Regions from separate parts of the Gossypium arboreum genome. Here region 1 is linked to region 2. A link is a contact called in public Hi-C data. All regions are on one chromosome and are shown on one strand. The core of a region is the stretch at or near the end of the contact, and the rest is flanking DNA. Distances in the headings are between cores, read along the strand shown. Region 1 overlaps LOC108453569 (transportin MOS14). Region 2 holds the start of LOC108466060 (14-3-3-like protein A).

Region 1 (5,070 bases), core at 2,350-4,849, 64 kb before region 2:
CCATCTAAGGACCCTTCAAATACAAGGGAAACTTAGAAAATAGTGAACATACCCATGTCGATGAATGGCGTCACAATGTTTTTTTGCTCACATTATTAGCCTGAAATCAGAATGTTCTTAAGATACGTGCTTACTCCAGTCTGACTTGACTTGAATATCTTTCTTTTTATTCAGCACTTGGATATAGGAGAAGCCTTTGACTTTTGGGCTTCTATATTGACATTTTAAACCTTACCCAACTTTTTTAAGCATGAAAGTTTTTTCTTAATGACATCTGTATGTGTGTGTATGAGGAATGATTCACTTAATACTGGTTAGTTTTACTTTCTTTTTGTATTTTTTACACAATTTTATATTTATTTAACACAATCATTTTATTTCATATGTAGATCATGCACCTCAATTTTTGAGTAAATTAAAATTATCTAACTAATTGTTTGATTTAAAATTTCATTAGTTAAATATGTATCTCTCTCTCTATATATAAATATATACACATATATAATGTATGAAAGGGATCCAGAGATCCAATTACACTAATGTAATACTAAAGAGTTCTACACTTGTATCTAACCCTTAGATCAAAATTAAATATACAGCTAAGATTAAAACATACTTTTATTTATCTTTCCTTTTTCATTGACAAAGAGAAACTATACACTCGTATAGTGTAAATATATATGATCAGTATCCTATACACTTGTCAGTAGAAGTTAAATCCGACATGTGCCCTTGTATTACATTTAGAAAGATAAAAATTAACCGAAAGGGAACTTAAAAAAAAAAAGATAAAAATAACCAAAATAGACACTTGGTGGTTTCTTAATCTTGCTTGAGAAGTTAAAAAATCCGCCGCCAGTGGATAGAATAATAATTCATCTATATTGAGAGAGAGAGAGAGAGAGAAGAAGAAAACTGGTATTGGATGATAAATAGGATTTTCAGATGTTCAAAGAAAGAAAAGAAAGATTATATTGGTATATCCCAAAATGTAATTATCATTAATTATGATTGAAGGTAATTAATGATTTATTATTAAATGTTCTAGAAATCTATCGCCTAATTATATTTTTTTTGCAGAGAGGCCTCCAATTCCATCTTGACCTTCTTGTCTGATATCTTTGATCTTGCGAAGTCTAGCAAGGGAGAACAATTTTTATCCATAAGGGATAGTGTCATTATTCCGCGAGGAGCTACCATTACTAGAATCCTGGTGGCTTCCCTAACTGGAGCACTCCCAAGTTCTCGATTAGAGACGGTAGCTTCTACTACATTTGTTGTATTCTCCATATTTTATGCGCATTGACCTTCAAATGATTAATTAGCAGAATAAGTTTAAACCTCTATTGCCTGAAGTAGTATCTTACACGATGAATTTTGTGGGGGCCTTTCACTACTTCAGGTAGCATATGCACTTCTAGCACTAACTCGAGCATATGGGATGCAAGCTCTGGAGTGGGCTAAGGAAAGTGTTTCATTGATCCCATTGGCTGCTGTCAAGGAGGTCGAACGCATAAGATTTTTGCAAGCTTTGTCAGATGCTGCCTCCGGAGCTGATGTCAATGTCCTGATGATCCCTGTTGAAGAGTTATCTGATGTTTGTCGTCGTAATCGAACAGTTCAAGAGATTGTGCAAGGAGCACTAAAGCCACTTGAGTTGAATCTGGTACCTGTACCATAGTGGAAAGAAATAAAGAAATAGTAGTGGAGGGGGCTGTTTTTCTGAGGCCTCATCTTGCTTTAGCAGCCGAATGAATAACTCGATCCGCTATTTGCTGTTTTGATTCATTCTTGATTTTGTATCTATCATCATTGGTCAATTTTCCAACTGTCTTTGAGGTGAGTGTTGGGCATTTATTTGTTTCACAATAGGGAGAGAATGGGCTGTTGTATCTTCTTCTGCTCGAGATATGGGGTGCTCCCAGTCGTCTCGAATGCACTGGCTTTCAATTATTATTTATTTTAATTTTGGGTGAAAAGGCCTTGGTGTTGGTATACAGTGTTGTAAGTTTAGTTTTGTAATGGTTAGAAGGTGAAAGACGGATTTTTTTCTGCATTTGCATGTTTCTCTGCATGTTAAGTACACCAGAACGATCTTCTTCGCCATGCATTATTATTGTATCCTTACAACCAATCATTTTATAATCAGCTTTAGATCTGAAACAATTCTTATATCCAATGATTAAAAAGTCGGACATTCGAAAATCGCCTTGGACCGCTCGGTGACTTGTACGATTCTCTCATTTTCCTGATTTTTTACCAAAAAATATAGATACTGAAATAAGAAACATTATAAATTGAGGGATCAATTTTCATTATCTAATTAATCTCGGTTTGCTGAATTAATTTAAAGATAAGTTATTATTAGATTGACATTTACTCTAGGATAGTTAATTATATGTTTTGGATTAATGTTATAAACTAATTAATTAAATTAAGTTGAGTATTATTTGATAAACTAAAAGGTTAAGTGTTGAACATTTTCTAATACAAAATTTTATAGGTTTTAAATTTATATTATAAATTTGTTGTGTTAATAAAAAGTGTAAAATACACCTATTAGAAATTTTTTGTTATCTAATTATAAAAGTTACAAAGTGGTTGCTTAATTATTGATAAATTTCTTTCTTGATCACCCAACTATCAAGAGTTATAGAATGGTTACATAACTCTTGAATATTTTTTATCACTAATGACTATCGTAAAAATGAAAACACTTGAAATAGTTGGGTAGCTAAGGCAATAACTTTGTAACTTTTTATAGTTGAATGACCAAAAGAAATTTATTGATACTTGGGCAATCACAAATGTAGTTTACCCTAATAAAATTAAGTACCACATATAATGTTGTTTAATAATAATAAATCTTAATTTTCGAAAATTATTTATTTCATAATTTTAATGTTATTGATGTAATAATTTATATTATTTTAGAGATTTTGGATAAAATTAAATATAATAATTTGAATATTTTACTTTTAACAAAACTAACAAGATAATTTATTTTGAATATAATTTTTTAATCTTTTCAACTTTTAAGTGATAAATAGTTATTTATTTACTTAAGTCATTCAACTATTTTTTTGAAAATTTTGAATTAAATAAAAATTATTATGGTTATCAAACTCATAAAATTAAATGTTAAAAATTTCTTTTCAATGAAAAACAAATTCAATGATTTATCTAATGCCTTTAATTAATTTAGGATATCTTAGGATTGCATTGGGTTGTTGGATATAGTTTAGATATATAATTAAATTAATTTGGTGTATAATAATTTGAGTTAGGTCTTAGTTAGATTAAAACTAATTTATTTCTAGTTCAAATAGCAATTTGGTCCTAATTTAATTTTAAAATGAGCAGTTGATTGACAAGCTGTGGGCAGCTCGAGAGGTCCCCAGGTGGGACGACCCTACCCATTTGGGCAATGAAGCTCAATCCATAGTCCACATGGATCATGAACGTCACAATCAGAATGACCCACCCGAAAATAGCAACCAGTCGGTCGTGTCCCAGAATACTCAAGGCAACAGCAACGCTTCCTCGGTGGAGCGACTCAAGGCATTCAATATAAAAATGCTATAGGAAATGGAGGCAAAGTAGATGAATCCATTTGGAACTATTCCAGTGAGCCACTCGTTCCTGAGGTATTAGCCAATCATATCTTAGCTTCTTTCATGTTCCCGAAATTCATATTCAATGGCTCAAGAGACCTAGAAGGCCACTTAGCTCGTTATAACAATCACATGAAAATTCTTAGGGCCTTTAACACTATCATGTGTAGAGCATTCTTCATGACCCTCTCTCAAACGGCTCGACAGTGGTACCTATCAGTACTTGAGGATCCATTCACTCCTTCGAGCAATTACATGGGCAATTAATGAGCTGCTTCCTGGCCAACAAAACACTTCAACAGTCTCCCGCTTATCTGATGACCATATGCCAAGGGGTGAATGAATCCCTCCGAGATTATGTTCGTAGTTTCAGTGCAACCACTATGATAACAATGGGGGTTACAGATTAAGGGGTCATCCACTCCTTTGCTGTCGGGGCCACCCACCAACATTTGAGGTACATCATTATTGGGAATCAACCGAGCAAGTTATCCGCGTTGTATGAAATGGTTCACAAATTTTTGAAAGGTGATGAAGTAGAAAGAGCTCGTGCCAACTCTTTTGTGTCCACCATCCAGCAGTCTAATCCTCCGCGTCGTTCCCCTCCACAACGTTCTCAAGGCTATCAGCAGCCAATGACCCATTCTAGGGTAGGCAACATGGAGCATAGGCAATACAACCCTTCAAATCAGAGAGATCGACAAAGGGTTAATAATGTCCATGCCTCTGACTGTTCAGGACCCATCCAGGGGAACAAGGTTGGCTAAGATCAAAGGTTCCGGGCACCTTACAATCAATATAGAACTTACCATGAACTCACCTGCTTTCTAGCCCAGATATTCGATCAGATCGAGTACCAAGGTATTTTGTAAATGCCACTCCAGCTAACACCTAGCCAGGATCGCAATAACTCAAACCATCACTATATATATTACAATGCTCTTAAGCACCACACAAAGCATTTTGTACATTTGAAGAACATAATAGAATTGGCAATCCGAAAAGGGCAATTAAAACAATAGCTGCCCTAGGAACCATATCAACTGAACATGACTTATGATGAAGAAGCAAGGCTATCCGGACTACGTCGAGATGATAAGGGTAAACATCTTGTTAGGGACATAATTGATATACTAGTTGGAAGCAAGCATGTAGAATGGGTAACCTCTAATTCCAAACAGAACGCACATCTTAGAAGCATAATGTCTATAGTAGTCTCTGTGAAAAACCCCAGGCCTTCTCCATGGCAATTGAAGTTTTCTGAGCATGATGAGCGGGTCATTGATGTAGAGGGAGATGCCCCCCTAGTGATTTTCGCCACCATTTCTTCGTTTCAAGTCAAAAAGATATTAATGGATATAGGAAGTTCAATGGATATTCTAATGGCTAAAGCTATCCATAAAATGGACTTTTCAAGGACTCACAGTTGAAGCCGGCAAGCCTGGCCTATTGCTTA
Region 2 (4,996 bases), core at 957-3,456:
ACATTTTTGGTTTACAATCCTTGCTTATTTGTTTACATTATTTTCTATACAAGGCATTTTTCTAATTGGGAAAGATATATTGAGGATAATAGAGGTATACTGCTCATCATTCAGCAATTTTTCTTATTTTTCACTTACATTTCTTAAATTCATTTATTATGAATCATGCTTCTGGTGAAAAAGACGTACGTATGTATAAATTCTTCAACACTAAACAAAAGATAGTTTATTACATACCAAAGGCATGTTGTAGGAGAAATAGGGAAGATAATAAAGAAGAAGGAAAAAAAGACTAGATCATTTGCACACTTTAGATGATCAATGACCTTAACTTAGAAAAACTTTTTGAACAGTTTTATGATATTTAATGTGCTATTTGATAAATTTGAGTGTGCTTCAATTATTGTCTAACATTGCCGGTCAATAGCTTCAGCTGGATTGCTCCGGAAACATATGGTTTAAATTTCATTGATTTTTTAAAGGAATTAATTTACTCAATATTAAATTTGAAAAGGACTAAAAGAATTTTTTACTACAACATTCTATACATTAAAAATTGTCGGAGGCCTTGGAAGTGTGATTTTCTTAATACTGAACTCAAATAACCTGAAGGGGTGTACCAAAAGAAAGAACAGTCTTCGTATGATAAAAATCATTTGAAGCTTGACAAAAATGAATATCATAATATTAATTTTCATAAGCTCAAAGTTAGCTAATCAAATTTGTGAAAACTAGTGATTAATTGTGAATACTTGTTTTCTCTTAATATTTTAATTTCAAATATAATAATGAAATACAAAAAATTTATTTTATAAAAAAATTTATTATTAAAACCTAAAATGTTGAGTCCAAATATTATATTTTGTCGATAATTTCAAGGTTTAAAGCTTCAAGTAAGCTAACTTGAGGCTTTGGTTCTCCCAATACATTAGTCATATAGCCTAAAGAGATACACAAACAGAAAAGAATACATTTCATAGTATAAGCATTATCTAAGGTTCAACAAAAATGTATATCATAAGATGGATTTAAAAAGGCTTAAATTTGACTAATCAAATCTCAAACACCGTTGAACTTCAACTTTGAAAATTGCTTTGTCCTAGACATAAATAAATATCATAATATGGATTTATAGGGTCTCAAATTTAGTTAGTCAAATTGTCAAAACCCAACTTTAAGAAATTGTTTTCACCTAATAATTTAAATTTCAAAATAATAATAATAATAATAATAATAATAATAATAATAATAATATTCTTAAAAATGATTATTAATAACCTAAATTCTATGTGTCAAATTATAATAATATCGCACTTTCTTAAAATTCCTAAATTTACAGTTTGGAGTATATTATTTTGAGAACTTGGTTCCCTAATTCAATAATCATATAACCTAAAGGGATATACCAAATGAAATACCACATTTCATACTACAAATATTGACAAAATGAATATCATAAGATGAATTTATAAGAACTCAAAGTTGACTAATCAAATATTTCAAAACACATGAAAAATTTGAAAAATTGTTTTCTTCTAATAACTCAAATTTCATACGTAATAATGAAAACTAAAAATTGTGTCATGAAAAACAATTTCCACTAAATTTAAGAGATTAATGCGGAAACCTAATCCTCGTAGAATTAAACTTATATAATTTAATGGGATATACCAAAAGATAAATATAAAATATAAAAATCATATAATTAAAATCATTGGAGGCTCGAAAAATAGAATATCATAAGATAAATTTTAGAGGTCTAAATTAACTAATTAAATTGGTCAAAACACACGAAAAACAATTCTAAAAAGTCGCTTTCGTCTAAAATTAAGAGTGATGAAAGAAAAATGAAAATGAATTGAAATAAAAATTAAAAATGAGTTAGCAATTTTAATTACATGCAAAACACTATTTTTTATGTGAAAGAGCATAATTTACAAGATAAAAACAAAAAAAACTACCTAATAATTTCTACTCAATTTCATACCTAAACAAATATATCTATTCAATTTCATACCTTTTCAATAATTCATTATCATTTCAATATTTTTATTCTAAATTTCAATACATTATTTTGGATTTAATTTTTTTCAAAATAAAAATACTACAATTTAAGATAAAATACTAAAATAATATTAAATTATTGAAAAATAAATTAATAACAATGTATGTTAGTTTCATACAATTTTCCTCTTAAATATGTACTAACTCAGCTCTCAGCTTCACAAGCCCAAAACTCCAAGGGAATCTCTGCTATCCACTACTTGTCGCCGTCTCATTGGACCACCCTCTCTTTCTCCCTTACTCTCTTTGATACTTTTTTTGTTTGTTTTTTTGGTGTAATCTTTGATACCCTTTTTATAAAAAAACCAGCCCTCTAGCTGTTCAGAGTTTAGTCTTCACTCCCTAGAATAATTTTCTCTTTCTCACTTCCACCAACGAAAAAGTCGTCGATCGGTACGTCACTCTTGGTCGTCGTTTTATTGATAATTTTGGATTTTATTTCTTTAATTTGAGATCTATAGGGTTTTAATTTTTAAACGTTTCCCGATTTTGTTCTTAGATTTTTTATTAATGCAATGAATGGTTTTGTAGCTTCTTCTTTTTTCTTTTTGTTTTAATTTTATAGGTTTAGAATCAATCTGTTTAGGATTTGAGCTCTTCATTGCGTGATTTTCCTAATTAGGGTTTCTTTTCTTCTTTGGTGTTCTGTTTGGTTCCTTGAAATTGGGGAAAAAAGAAATAGGAAATTTTGTTCCCAAGCTGTAGAGTAGAAAGTTCAGCTAACCAAAAATAACAGTTTGGATACTGAGGAACTGTTGGAAATTGGAATGGAGGATAGGAGCTAGTGCTGATGATTCATCTTACTCACAATTTGGATCTTTTTTTTTTGGATTATTAATTAAATGTAGGTTATATCTTTTGGTAGTAAGATTGGATCTAGAAGTTGGAAAATTTTGAAGAACCGAAGAGCTAAAAATTGGGGGGGGGGGTTATGTTTAGGATTGAGGAATGAGAATATCTCGAATGATTGTTCTAGATGTGGATGCTCTTGTTTAGACCCATGATTTGGTTAGAAATGCTTGTATTAAAAAAAAAGAGAGTAAATCTTGCTCTGTTCTCAGGATCACGTATTAGATTGATATTGTAAAGATGTCTTCAACTGAATCATCACGAGAGGAAAATGTTTACATGGCCAAGCTGGCTGAGCAGGCTGAACGCTATGAGGAAATGGTGGAGTTCATGGAGAAAGTTGCAAAAACTGTTGATGTTGAGGAGTTGACTGTTGAGGAACGGAACCTTCTCTCAGTGGCTTACAAAAATGTGATTGGGGCAAGGAGGGCGTCTTGGAGGATCATCTCTTCCATTGAGCAGAAGGAAGAGAGCAGAGGAAATGAGGATCATGTTGCACAACTAAAGGAGTATAGGGGTAAGATTGAAGCTGAGCTTAGCAAGATCTGTGATGGGATTTTGAGCCTTCTTGAATCTCACCTCATTCCTTTGGCCTCATCTGCTGAGTCGAAGGTGTTCTACCTTAAGATGAAGGGTGATTATCACAGGTATCTTGCTGAGTTTAAGACTGGTGCTGAGAGGAAGGAAGCTGCCGAGAGCACTTTGTTGGCTTACAAGTCTGCTCAGGTGGGTCAATTGCTGATGCAGTCTTGTCAGTATGAGTTATTTTCTCTATAATTCCTTAAGCATTTCTTTCACTGGAAAGATTAAGATCAAAATTTCTAAGCCGTTTTATTTTTGATTTTTGTGATGGCAGGATATTGCTCTTGCTGAGCTTGCTCCTACTCACCCAATTAGGCTGGGGCTTGCTCTCAACTTCTCTGTTTTCTACTATGAAATCCTCAACTCACCTGATCGTGCCTGCAATCTTGCAAAACAGGTGTTTATTTTCTACTGCTTTGCTATCAATATCTTTTCTTTTTATTTATTTGTCATTGATGTAGAACAGTTAAAAGAAGTAAACTCGTCTGGCTTTTAATTTCTTGGCGTGGTTCATCTGTTTCAGAGGGCATAGTAAATTGTTTTAATCTAATTCTACCCCAACTGGATTTAATTGTGATGGCAACTCCTTGTATCGAATAAACTAGTTGCAAGTTTGAGGAGCCATTTTGTTAACACCTAAAAACTACTGTGCGAATCTGGTTTGTACTAATGGTACGGACATTGAACTTAGGACAAAAGAGTTAAATTGATTACTCTAAATAAACTCATTTTGCTTATGAAGTCTAATTATTACATTAAGTTTTCCATTTTCTAGTGTAGAGCAAGTCTGAACAGAAATGTTATTGCTTTTATCCATAAGAAGTCTGGTAATGTTGTAAATTGATGTCCATTTTACTGGGATTTGTTAATTTAATTCTATGTATTAAGGCATGACAATTAGATTGTTCTTATGCGAATTTCCACAAATGTCTTCTCGAGGGCATGAATTGACTGTCTAACGGTTGCTTGCAAACTAAAATGGCATGTTTTTCGTTTGGCAGGCTTTTGATGAGGCTATTTCTGAGTTGGATACTTTGGGTGAGGAATCTTACAAAGATAGTACATTGATCATGCAACTTCTCCGGGACAACCTGACCCTTTGGACATCTGACATCACGGTATCCCCCCCCCCCCCCCAAATAAGTTTGTGTGTGCACACGATCATGAAATTTTCATGCGACATGGATATGAAAAATGTCTAAAGCTATATTCCTGAGTGAACTTAGTTGCTTTCATGGACATGACTACAGTTCTCTACCATGTTCTCTAAACTTCCTGGCATGACATCTCATAGCTTAATGTCAGGACTAATATTTCAAAGTTTTCAGTTAATCTCCGAGATTATCAGTGCTTCTTTACCTATATCAAGAATGTTTCTTCACAGCATACATGCCAAACACATTTCACCTCAGCAGAGTAGTTTCAGAACTAATATTCTGATGTTATTGTTGTTAACCTGGGGCTTCGTATTATCTCATGGCTCATGTTAATTATTTCATTG

The links. Hi-C and Micro-C count contacts between places; a contact is called where the count stands out from the background.
Region 1: a Hi-C map of leaf shows a contact between it and region 2, with 2.4 times the contacts expected there. The contact joins the enhancer-like site here to the promoter of LOC108466060 in region 2. A contact is called at or near these places in 2 of 5 Hi-C or Micro-C datasets (both in leaf).

What each region holds. Positions count from the first base shown.
Region 1 is chr7:95,944,735-95,949,804 of ASM2569848v2, reverse strand. It overlaps LOC108453569 (transportin MOS14), which reads left to right. Exons shown (of 27, transcript XM_017751745.2): 26 at 1,081-1,258; 27 at 1,403-2,056. The coding sequence ends at 1,681. Among protein-coding and RNA genes, the nearest start is that of LOC108453569, 22 kb to the left of the region's middle. Within about 2 kb of position 3,599, at least 2 of the 2 cell types and tissues checked have an H3K27ac peak or open chromatin away from gene starts, as enhancers often do. A contact at or near this core is called in leaf, where this site is marked.
Region 2 is chr7:95,879,408-95,884,403 of ASM2569848v2, reverse strand. LOC108466060 (14-3-3-like protein A) reads left to right here and starts at 2,206. Exons shown (of 5, transcript XM_053030701.1): 1 at 2,206-2,457; 2 at 3,126-3,639; 3 at 3,770-3,892; 4 at 4,497-4,613. The coding sequence starts at 3,154.